Regions from separate parts of the Anser cygnoides genome. Here region 1 is linked to region 2. The links are chromatin contacts, called in public Hi-C maps. All regions are on one chromosome and are shown on one strand. Each heading gives the region's core, a stretch centred on a gene start, on an enhancer-like site or on the middle of the called end of the contact. The rest is flanking DNA. Distances are from core to core; before and after follow the strand shown. Region 1 holds the start of LEKR1 (leucine, glutamate and lysine rich 1). Region 2 overlaps CCNL1 (cyclin L1).

Region 1 (5,069 bases), core at 569-3,068, 69 kb after region 2:
TACAATTAGGCATAACCTTGTTTGCTACTTGGAGGACTCAGGGTGTCACTTGACTCTCTTCTGTAGGTGGCTGCTGCTTTGCTTCCCGCTTCGCTAGGATCTTCCTGGCAAGACCGTACCTTCCCATCCGGGTACATTGGAAGGGCAACAGAAATTGAAACAAACACAGAACTCGGCCACGGCTTTACAGCGACAGGTTTCCCCCCCCCAGCAGGCTTTGGCAGCTGAACTACCTGCAGGACAGGCTGCTCCAGGCTGACGCTCCCTCCCCTTCCCCTCTCAGTGACATCCTCTAGAGGAGTGCAGCTCTGGAGGCAGCGATGTCAAGTACTGACAAGCAGCTTTTGAAGCTCCGTCCGCCAGAGCACAGAAGAGCAGAACGATGACAGCTCTGGGCTGCATCCTTCGCCTTGCCCCACTCTGAGCCCTGCAGCCCAACCTCCTGAGCACGCAGCCGAGCAAGGCAGCTCGAAGCAGCTGCGGGACCAAGAATGCTCACTGCTAGGTGCTGAAATCACAACGCTTAACACATTCCCTCTGGATACACATGTTCCTTCGGCCAGCTAGCTGCATGTTGGGAGCATGTGCTCCGTTTGGCAGAACAACCTACAGCTGGCACAAGTTCCGCTTATGTTAGGAGCAACCTAAAAGCGAGATTACAAAAGAGATGCTATAAAATCCAAGAAGCAGAGAACGCGAAGGGAATAAGAACATGTCTACATAAAAGGTAGAAAATACAAGGACAGGAAATTGTGAGAATGACTTGTAACCAAGCCCAGTATCTTGTAACTATCCTGCAACTACAACGCAAGCCAGCTGAGCGAAGAAGTGAGCAGCAGCAAAGGATGTGTAAAACCATGACCCCTAACCGATCCCAAAATCTTGGCCTGTCGTTGCCTTAGAGCTCACGTTGAGGCGACTGGGTAGGATGGGACGGGAACATGAGACTACTCTTGCTCACACCTAGGGGTGCTGGCTGGCGTACCCTCTGCATGGAGACCTTTCTGTTGGCGGCACGCCGCAGAGCTGAGAGCTCAGGGGCTTGCCTGCCCGGTCCTCTGCTCCAAAGCAAAACCTTGCTTCAGCCGTCCCCCCGCTACCACCAGAGGAATTCCACAGCTCCCCTGCTGAGCTGCTCCACTGCTCTACCCCTGCCTCTGGGTTCGTCACTTTCAACCAAAGCAAGTGGAGAACGGTGAGGGTAAGATTAATTTCCAGCTAGAGATAAAGGACAACTACATACAGCATGTGAATACCGTCAGCGTGCCCTGAGGCATCTTCTAGAGCAAGTAGACCCAACTCTATTGCCCTTTCCTAGGGCAACGGACTCGTCAGCTCTTTCCTAAATTCCCGGCTGTATGATTTTCCTTAAAGACCTGCAGCTCTGAGCTGACCCCCCACAGCCCTGAAGAGGAGACAAGCGGGGCTGAGCTCCACACGCAACCCCGACACCGCTTCAGCCCAGCTACGCGCCCTGCATCGCTGCGGCAGCCACACGCGGCGCGCGGTACCGGGTCCGGGCTCGCTCGGAGCGGCAGCACGAACGCCTTCCCGTCCCCGCCGCGCGCGCCCCCCCGGCAGGTGACTGCGCTCCGTGTGTAACGCCGTGCCCCCGGCGTGCCGCGGCCCGGGCCCGGTTCCCCCCCCCGCAGCCCCGTACCTCTCGGATCCCCGGGGGCAGGGCGTGCCCGGGGCCGGGCCGCTCCGTGGCCGCCGCCATTTTCTCGCCGGGCCCCGGCGGCGTCCTGGCGTCACCGCGGCAACGGCGCGGCGCGGCCACGGGGCGCGCCCCCGCGCGGGCGGGAACGGGAGCGCGCTCGGGGGTTTGGGGGGGGGGGGGGGGTGGCGGTGCTCGCCCCCCGCAGCGGGTCCCGGCCCCCCCGGTGCCTCGGGGCTGCGGCCTCGCCGTGCCCCCGGTGATGGCCCGCGGGTGATGCGGGGCTGCACAGCGCCCCAGCGGGAAGGGCACAGCCCCAACGGGGGGGGCTCCGCGGGGAAACGGCCCGGGGGTGCGCCGGGGTGTGCCCCGGTGTGTGCCTCGGGGTGTACCGATGTGTGCCCCAGTGTGTGCCGATGTGTGCCCCGGCGTACCCCAGTGTATGCCCCGGTGTGTGCTCCGGTGTGCGCCCCGGTGTGTCCCGGTGTGTGCCTCGGGGTGCCCCGGGGTGTGCCCCGGGCTGTGCCGATATATCCCGGTGTGTGCCCCCCTGTGCCCCTGGGGGCGCCGCGGTGTGCCCCAGTGTGTCCCAGGGTGCGCCCCGGTGTGTGTCCCGGGATGTACCGATGTGTGTCCCCCTGTGTCCCGCTGTGTGCCCCGGGGGATACTCCGGCTGCCGCCCCGGTGAGCGCCGTGCAGCCCTTCCCGCGGCCTCGTCCCGCCCGCCCAAGGTCGGCACAAAGGCGGCGGCCTGCGGCAGCCCCCGCCGGGGCCGTGCGGTCGGGAGGGGCGGTGCGGGCCCGGCAGCGCCTCCCCGGCAGCTGGGCCCTGCGTGCTGCCGCCGCGGCGGGGGGGGGCGGCGGGGCCGCCGGATCGCACGCGATGGCCGCCCGTGGCGTGCCGAGCCGGGCCCTGCCGTGCGGAGCCGGGCCCTGCCGTGCCGAGCCGGCGGTTGTGAAACGGGGCAGGCACGCAACGGCCCGGGGCGGCAGCACCGCCCCGCCGCTCCCTGCCCGGCCCCGGGGGATGAGGGGACAGGCGTGGGGCTGGGGGCTGACATGGGGCTGGGGGGGCTGGCATGGGGCTGGGGGGCTGATATGGGGCTGGGGGGCCTGACATGAGGGGATGTGAGGAGATTGTCGTGGGGTCTGTGAGGAAACTGACGTGGGGGCTATGGGGGGACTGGTGGGGGGCTGTGGGGGGCTGATATGGGGGATGTGAGGGGACAGGCATGGGACTGAGGGGACAAACACGGGGCTGCGAGGGGACTGACACGGGGGGCTGTGAGGAAACCGACGCGGGGTCTGTCAGGAAACTGACGGGGGGGTGCTCTGAGGAGGCTCTCATGGGGGATGAGGGGAGCCTGCCAGGGGCTTTGCTGCCACCAGCCCCAGTTGCTCAAGGTCAGGGGGCCCTGAGGAGAAACGTTGCGCAGGACGGGCAGCTCCCGCCTCGCCCTGCTCTGAGGCAACCCCAAAATCCCCCCCAAATCCCCAGTCCCCCCGGGGCCGTGCTCCAGGAGCGGCTCAGGACCACCCCGCCGGCAGGCTCCCAGCTCCCATCGGGGAGGCGATGCCTGGCCCCGCGGGGTGGGCGAGGGAGCCCGGCGGGAGCTGGCCCGCTCCCCACGTGGCGTGGCGGCAGCGCGGCGTGCGTGCCAGCCCCAATTACCGCCACCGCTCCAGATCAGGTTCCAGGCGGCGTGCGCGGCTCCAAGGACAAACCACCAGGCAAGAAACGAGTGCGTGACACGCAGCAGTCATAAGCCAGCTATTTCCATTGTTTTCCTGCAGGCTTTGTACCTTCTCAAACACACGTGGAAAGCCTCCCGCTGCCTGCAAATCCCAACCCAGAGGAGCAAAGTCCATGCCAGCGGGCAGCTAGGGAAAAAGGCTAATAAACACGAACACCCTCTTCACACAAAGCAGGACCCGGTCACCGAGTGCAAGGGTGAACAGGTCTGCCAGCGCCTGCAACATTTCCCAGTTAACCCAGTTTCCTGATTAAAAGTGGTATTTTTATACCAGCCCTCTAGTTTCAGGCTGCCCTTTCATGTGCTCGGTACAAAGCCCAGCGCAGCGAAGCGGTTTTGCAGCGCTGCCTGAGAACCCCCGGGGAAGCTGCTGGGTGTCGTGGCAGGGCCCAGCTCAGCCGCCCGCCGCTCAGCGCCGCGGAGCCGCCGGTACGGGCACCGGGAGCTGTGCCGGGAGCCCGAGAGGCCCCTGCGCCGGGCCTGCGGCGGCGGCTGACGGCGAGGAGAGATGGCAGGAGGCGTGCAGGGAGGGGTCAGGGGAAGGACAGGGTTTGCACCGCACACGGCAGCGAGGTTATTTCTGGTGCTGCGTGCACATCGTGTTAGTTCCTGTTTTCAAGACATATTGTTTGCGAGGTTTGTTTGGTTTGCTCCCCCCTCCCCTTTACCAATGTCACAAGGACGAGGTCGTCCTGGGAGAGCGGTCTCAGAGAGAGGATGTTTGGAGGAGGGATTTGAAGGTGAAGGCTACCTGGGAGTCAGGGTCAGGCAGGTCATCCCGTGCAAAGCGATAGCAGGGCAGAAGCTCTCCAAAGCAGCATGGAAACGATAAAATCAGGGGGAGCAGTCAGGGTACTGGCAGTGGGGCAGAAAGGCAGAGGTGAGGTGATGGTACGGGACGCAGAAGGTAGCGTGACGCCAGCCCCAGAAGAAGTGAAATAGGAGCGTGCTAACAACAGGGGGACATGCGGGGCAAGAGTCATAAGGGAGGAGATCCCAGTGCTCCTGCCGTGACATTGCCAAATCAAAGACAAGCTTTTGGCTGCAGGAGCACATGAGGTGAATCAGAGGAGGAATCTGTATGATTAAGCAGCAGCTGAGTGCCAGGAGTGAAGAGCTGTCAAGGATAATATCAATAGTGTATGCGTAGAGGACAGTGGGTTTATTTGCCGTGATAGAAAAGGATTTGAAAGGGAATACAAGAAGCTCATACTGACTGTGAGTTGGCAGCAAGAGAGCTTGGGAAGGATGCCAGGAAAAGCGTCCCAGATACAAGGCTGAAGTGAGAAAGAAATAGGGAGCAGAGGCTGTTTCAGCAGTCAGCAGATTCAGAACAGGCACGAAAGGCAGGAGGGCAGGGACAGCCAGCTAGCAGGACGTGCTCGGGGGGAAGCGACCAAGCAGAAGCCCAAACGCCTGGGAGATCGGTGCAGAGGGGTTCAAGGTTCTGTGCTGTAAGGCAGCCAAGGGCCTGGACTCCGCGTATCTGAAAGATCACCTAAAGCTCCAGGACGACAACCATGGTTGCACTTCTGACGGCTCCTAAGGCAAAACAGAACCCTAACCATACGGGTGAGGTTCATCTGTGCGGGGCTCAGCAGTTTCCCAGGGGCCTGCTAGGAAACTCCCACGGGAACTCGAAAACCCCATAAATCTTTC
Region 2 (4,969 bases), core at 1,035-3,534:
TGAAGTACAGTGAACTACTTTTGAGTTACTTAACGGAAGTAATGAATATCTCAGAAGCGTAACCCTATTTCTCTCTTCTCTCTGCCCCCATCCAAAGCATGAGGAAGGAAAGCAAGAGAAGCAGAAGCAGCAGAAGTGCTAGTCGGTCCAGGTCAAGAACAAAGTCCCGGTCTCGATCTCATACTCCCAGGCGGCAGTAAGTAGTGTGCTGGTTGGTTGGTGTGAGGTTTAGGGGGACGGTGGTTTGTGGGTTTTGGGGTTTTTTTTGAGGAAATGTCTCTTTGTCCATAATTAGTTCTTTGTTACATTTTATGGGATAAGGAGAGCTGTGCAGGGAGTAGATGAGGCAGTGATAGCTGCTGGCAATATCTACTTTGTTAAAGAATCTTCTGGCTGGTATCTAGGGTGGAAACCGCCGATGTGGGTATTAACAAAGTGTTCCCCTTAAGTGTTGCTGATTAGTCAAATAATTGCAGATTGGTTACTGACTCTTTTCATTGAATCTGATGTTGAGGGGAAGCTCCATGACGAGGCAGAAGAATTGCAAAAGATGCTGTGTTCTGGTTTGGAGCTCTTGTGTTGTTTTTTTAAAGGAGCACAACTCAAAGGTGTATTGGTGTATTGTGGGAATGCCACTATCGTTCATCAGCTGTCTATTCTGGAGAAATACTCCTGACTTCTTCCAGTAGCTTGGAAGTTTCTAAACAGAAAAAAACAAGCGTATTTCTCACTTCTCCATCCCCGCTATGTGAATGAAATGTTTTAACTTGTTAACATTTTTCTGTAAGCTACAATAACAGGCGGAGTCTGTCTGGGACGTACAGCTCAAGATCGAGAAGCAGGTCCCGCAGCCACAGCGGCAGCCCTCGCAGGCATCACAACCACGGCTCGCCGCATCTGAAAGCCAAGCATAGCAGGGAAGAGTTGAAGAGCGCGAACAGACACGGTCACAAAAGGAAAAAATCCCGTTCACGTTCGCAGAGCAAGTCCAGGGATCATTCTGACGTCGCCAAGAAACACAGGCACGAGCGGGGCCACCACAGAGACAGGCGCGAAAGATCCCGCTCCTTTGAGAGATCTCACAAAGGCAAGCACCACAGCAGCAGTCGGTCAGGACACAGCAGGCACAGGCGCTGAGGCCTGAGCCTGCGCTGGGTCCTAGCTAAGCCTGTATATAACCCAATAAATGGACTCTTACTTGAGAACAAAGGAATCGATTAGGATTTGTTTAATTTAAGCCCAATATCTGATTTTTCTAAAACACGTAGAACATTTTCTTTTGGGAAAGGAACTGTTACCAACTTTTGCACATAATACCTTAGCAGTATCAAATTGATGGAAAACAATGATCAGGTGAAATTGTATGTATTAGAGTTGTGTATTGTTTATCGCTATGAGAACTGGAGAGTGGATTTCTGTACAAAAGCAAAATGTACCTTATTTTTATACAAGTCAATTGCAGACACTTATATTTAAGTATAGTTATTTGTTTAAACGATGGTGGATACTTTCTTACACTGGTTTTAGTCTGCATGTGTTAAAAGATTTTTACAAGAAATAAAATATAAGGCTTTTTTTTTTACTGCCTGCTGGATGTCAAATGTATTGAGACTACTAAAAGCAATTTTCTTAAACTTTGCACTTTGTCTGTTGGATATCAGTGGGCCACTTAAAAAAAAAAAAAATATCGACGTGTTTCTGGAACAAACAAAACACTTGGAGCAATTTAGAGGGAACCATGGAAAGCTCTAGAAATGTGTGTACCTCTTAGCACAGGCAGCCAGGAAGCTGGATGCACTTCTGATGCACGCAATAGGAACACGTGAGCAGGGACCCAGCTCTGTGAGGCTTGGTGGGCTGGCAGGGAGGGGAAGCCGTGAAGGAGCCGCGTTTCACAAGCCATGGGTGGGACGCTTGAGCCCCAGCTTTCTGTTCAGCTGTCCCTCGGGAGCGGGGCGTTCTCCCCTGCGCCCTTCCTTCAGCTGCTGCTGGCAGGAGCTAAGATGTTGTTGTCTGCTCCTTGCTTCCCCAGGGCCGGCCTGTTAGGGCTGCATGTGCAACGCAGGAGAAGTTACCAAGGTTTTCGTGTCCCCGTCCCCTGCACTTCCCTAATGTTCTTCCCTGATGCCTTACTGTTAGCCAGCTGCTGCGGCTGTGTCCAGTGCCACTGCAAGCCAAGGTGATTGGCACCTGACACTGCTCTGTGGCTGTAGTTGCAGATAGAAAAGGGGAGAAAGGGTGAGGAGGGTTTTGGTTCTATCAGTTGCTGCTTAGACAATAAAATGTTAAGCTTAAAGGTACGAGGTGTCTGCTGTAATCACAAGCTTTAGACGCTAATCTGCAGACCTTTGGGTATGGAAACAACACAGCATAAAAACATCTTGACTCTCCTGAAAAGCTTCTCGCAGCTCAGTGGCTGTGGGTGACGTGGCACTCAGGCAGCACAGGAGAGGGCAAAGCTCAAGGCCGAGTGAGCTGGTAACCGATAGGGTCCGGCGCTGTGCGGTGTCGGGAGCCAGCACCAGTCACTGGGCCAAAAGTCTGCAGCCCTAAAAAGCAAAAGGGGGAAAAGTGATTGAGCAAAAGCTTCTCGAAGTGGTGTGTTCCTGTAAGCAGCTGCCCAGCATCCTGCCAGACCCGATTTGTATCTGTTCTCTAGAAATTCAGAAAGGGATTTTTTTTTTTTTGAAAAGTTGGAAAAGATAAATGTGTTTCTCTGTTTCTTGGTTACCTCTGTTTTGTTGTTGTGTTTTGTTTTTTTTTTTTTAATCTGCAAAAACTTGGCCTATATTTCACGTTGTTTGTTGCTTTCAGAAAGTTGTGTTACTATGGAAATTAACGTTTTTCCATAGATACAGGTATTTAGATAGTTCGGGGCAGTGATAACAGTTCTACAGTAGCACAAACAGCTCCAGCTCTGAGTGTCGGGGTTCGTGTACTGGGGAGAAACTTGGAGTGGGCTCAGCCTGTGTGTGTGTGAGCGCTAATTACCCTTCTGTACTCCTAGTGCCCGGCGCTCCAGAGCTGAAGAGCAGAAGTTGTCTCCCGTACAGAGCTGGAACATCTGGCGACGTGAAACGTCTAGACACCATCTGCTGCAGATTGCTTACACAGGGAGCTTGCAGTCAGCTAGCAGAAGTTCGGTGTTTGCCTAATCTTTCCTGGGGGGAAAAAAATGTGTTCAGTCAGCTTTGTTGGTGGTGGCCGTAACCACGTAACACCTTTGAAAAAAACAGGCCATGAAATAAATGTGTTTGGTTACTGAAACACAAGGGGCACATCTGTCTCTAAGCCCACCTGAACTGGGGTCGGTGCTGTGGAGAGGAGAGATGCCGGGGAGACGAGTGCCCAGGGGCGCCACCGGGGAGCCCCTGGGCTCTGGCTGGGCTTCGCCTTGCCCAAGCTGTGGATTCCTCAGCCTCTTCAGCTCGTTTAGAGGGGAGAAAGCTGCCCCCCCAGAACAAACCGTGCCGTCAGTTAAAGGGATGGGGGCAAAAGCTGTGGCAAAGCAAAAACCGCCAGCTTGCTCGCGGCGTGACGCGGGCCGTGCTGGGAGGCGATGTCACCTGCTGGGGCAGGCAGCGAAGCGCCAGCCGGGGACTTTGATCAGGGCCTTGCTCTGTTGTATTGCACTTACCTGCTAGGTCCGCGGCAGTAACAATCAACTTAAAAAGAAGTCAAAGCCTCGTGTAAGGATGGTCCTGCATTATTTTTGCAACCAGATCTCGTGTGTCTCCCAGGATTTTGGAGCGTCGTTAGGTGTTCGCTGAGGTTCAAATCACAGAAATTAACAGCTGGGGTACCGCTGGACCTGTAAGCCTTCAGGCTATGCTCATACATCTCGGTAGTTGAAAAGCATTTTTCTTTAATGCTTGTTATTTTTAAATTCTGTCTTAAAATTCCAAGTCTCTTGTGTGTGCTTGAGTCACTAATGGGAACGCTTCATCAGCTGAAACTTCTTTCTGAGCGATGTCATGGTTTTGGTGGCCCACCGCTGACATCTGGGTGTGAGAACACCCACGGCAGCCGTGACTTCGCTGCAGCTTCTGTCCCAAGTGGCACGTGTGCGGCCTCGCTCCGCTGGGCACGGCCTTCGGGATGGGCCCACGCAGCCACATCAGACAGTGGAAATGAGACTGAAGCATTTTGAGAGTGAGCTGGGGTTTTGAGTGCCCCGCGTGGGTCGTTTGTTTCTGAAATAGCTTGTAGCTCTGTGCTTTGCTTTTGGGTTTTTGTTTGTTTGTTTGTTTGTTTCAAGGGATCCCAAGGCGTTAGGGAGACCCAGCTGCAGAGTTCCTGACCCTTTTCTATTCAAATGTGCTTCTTGACTGTTACCAGTGTGTAATGGTGTAATGGTTCATCGTGCAGGAAAGCAGAGAATGAAGCACGCGCTGCTTACGCCGCCCTTACAGCACCAGCAGGAGTTTAAGACGCAAAATCCTCTGTTCCCAGAGTAAATAAGCAGCCCTGGCGGTCTGTTGGTCTTCGGCTGTAACTGGCGTACGTCCTTCATGCTGCAGAGCATTATGTAACGCGCACAGTAAGCACAGTAAGACCGCGTTTAAACATTTACCCTTCGGAGTGGAAATGCTTTTATGGTAAAAATAGACTCCTGAATGCTCCACTGCAGCGATATTTCTAACCGAAACCCCAGGTGGAGATGGAAACGAAATGGCTTTCCCGGCTCGAGCTGTACTGCAGCACAGCACAACTCCCCCTCTTCCCCATCCCTTTACGCTTGGTTCACTGTGCTCGTTCTCTCACCAGGACGGATGAAAGCACCAGGACCCCAAAGAAATCGGTGATCAAGCATACAGATGAGAAATAACGGAAGATATTTTGTGCTCTTCCTCTGTCTTCCCAGTATTTTTAGTAGTCGCTGCCCCCGGTGCGCAGGCCGCGGCTGCTGCAGTCCTGGAGGAAGGTTGCTGGGTCTGCTCGGGTGGAAGCAGATGGCCAGCAGGCCGGT

Evidence for each region. A called contact is a pair of places that touch in the nucleus more often than the background predicts.
Region 1: a contact with region 2 is called in a Hi-C map of liver, with 3 times the contacts expected there. The contact joins the promoter of LEKR1 here to the enhancer-like site in region 2. A contact is called at or near these places in 3 of 7 Hi-C or Micro-C datasets (all in liver).

What each region holds. Positions count from the first base shown.
Region 1 is chr9:25,656,914-25,661,982 of Taihu_goose_T2T_genome, forward strand. LEKR1 (leucine, glutamate and lysine rich 1) reads right to left here and starts at 1,819. Exons shown (of 11, transcript XM_067002611.1): 1 at 1,661-1,819. The coding sequence starts at 1,720.
Region 2 is chr9:25,587,802-25,592,770 of Taihu_goose_T2T_genome, forward strand. CCNL1 (cyclin L1) reads left to right here. Exons shown (of 11, transcript XM_067002730.1): 10 at 98-196; 11 at 789-1,638. The coding sequence ends at 1,137. Among named protein-coding and RNA genes, the nearest start is that of CCNL1, 14 kb to the left of the region's middle. Within about 2 kb of position 2,285, at least 2 of the 3 cell types and tissues checked have open chromatin away from gene starts, as enhancers often do. A contact at or near this core is called in liver, where this site is marked.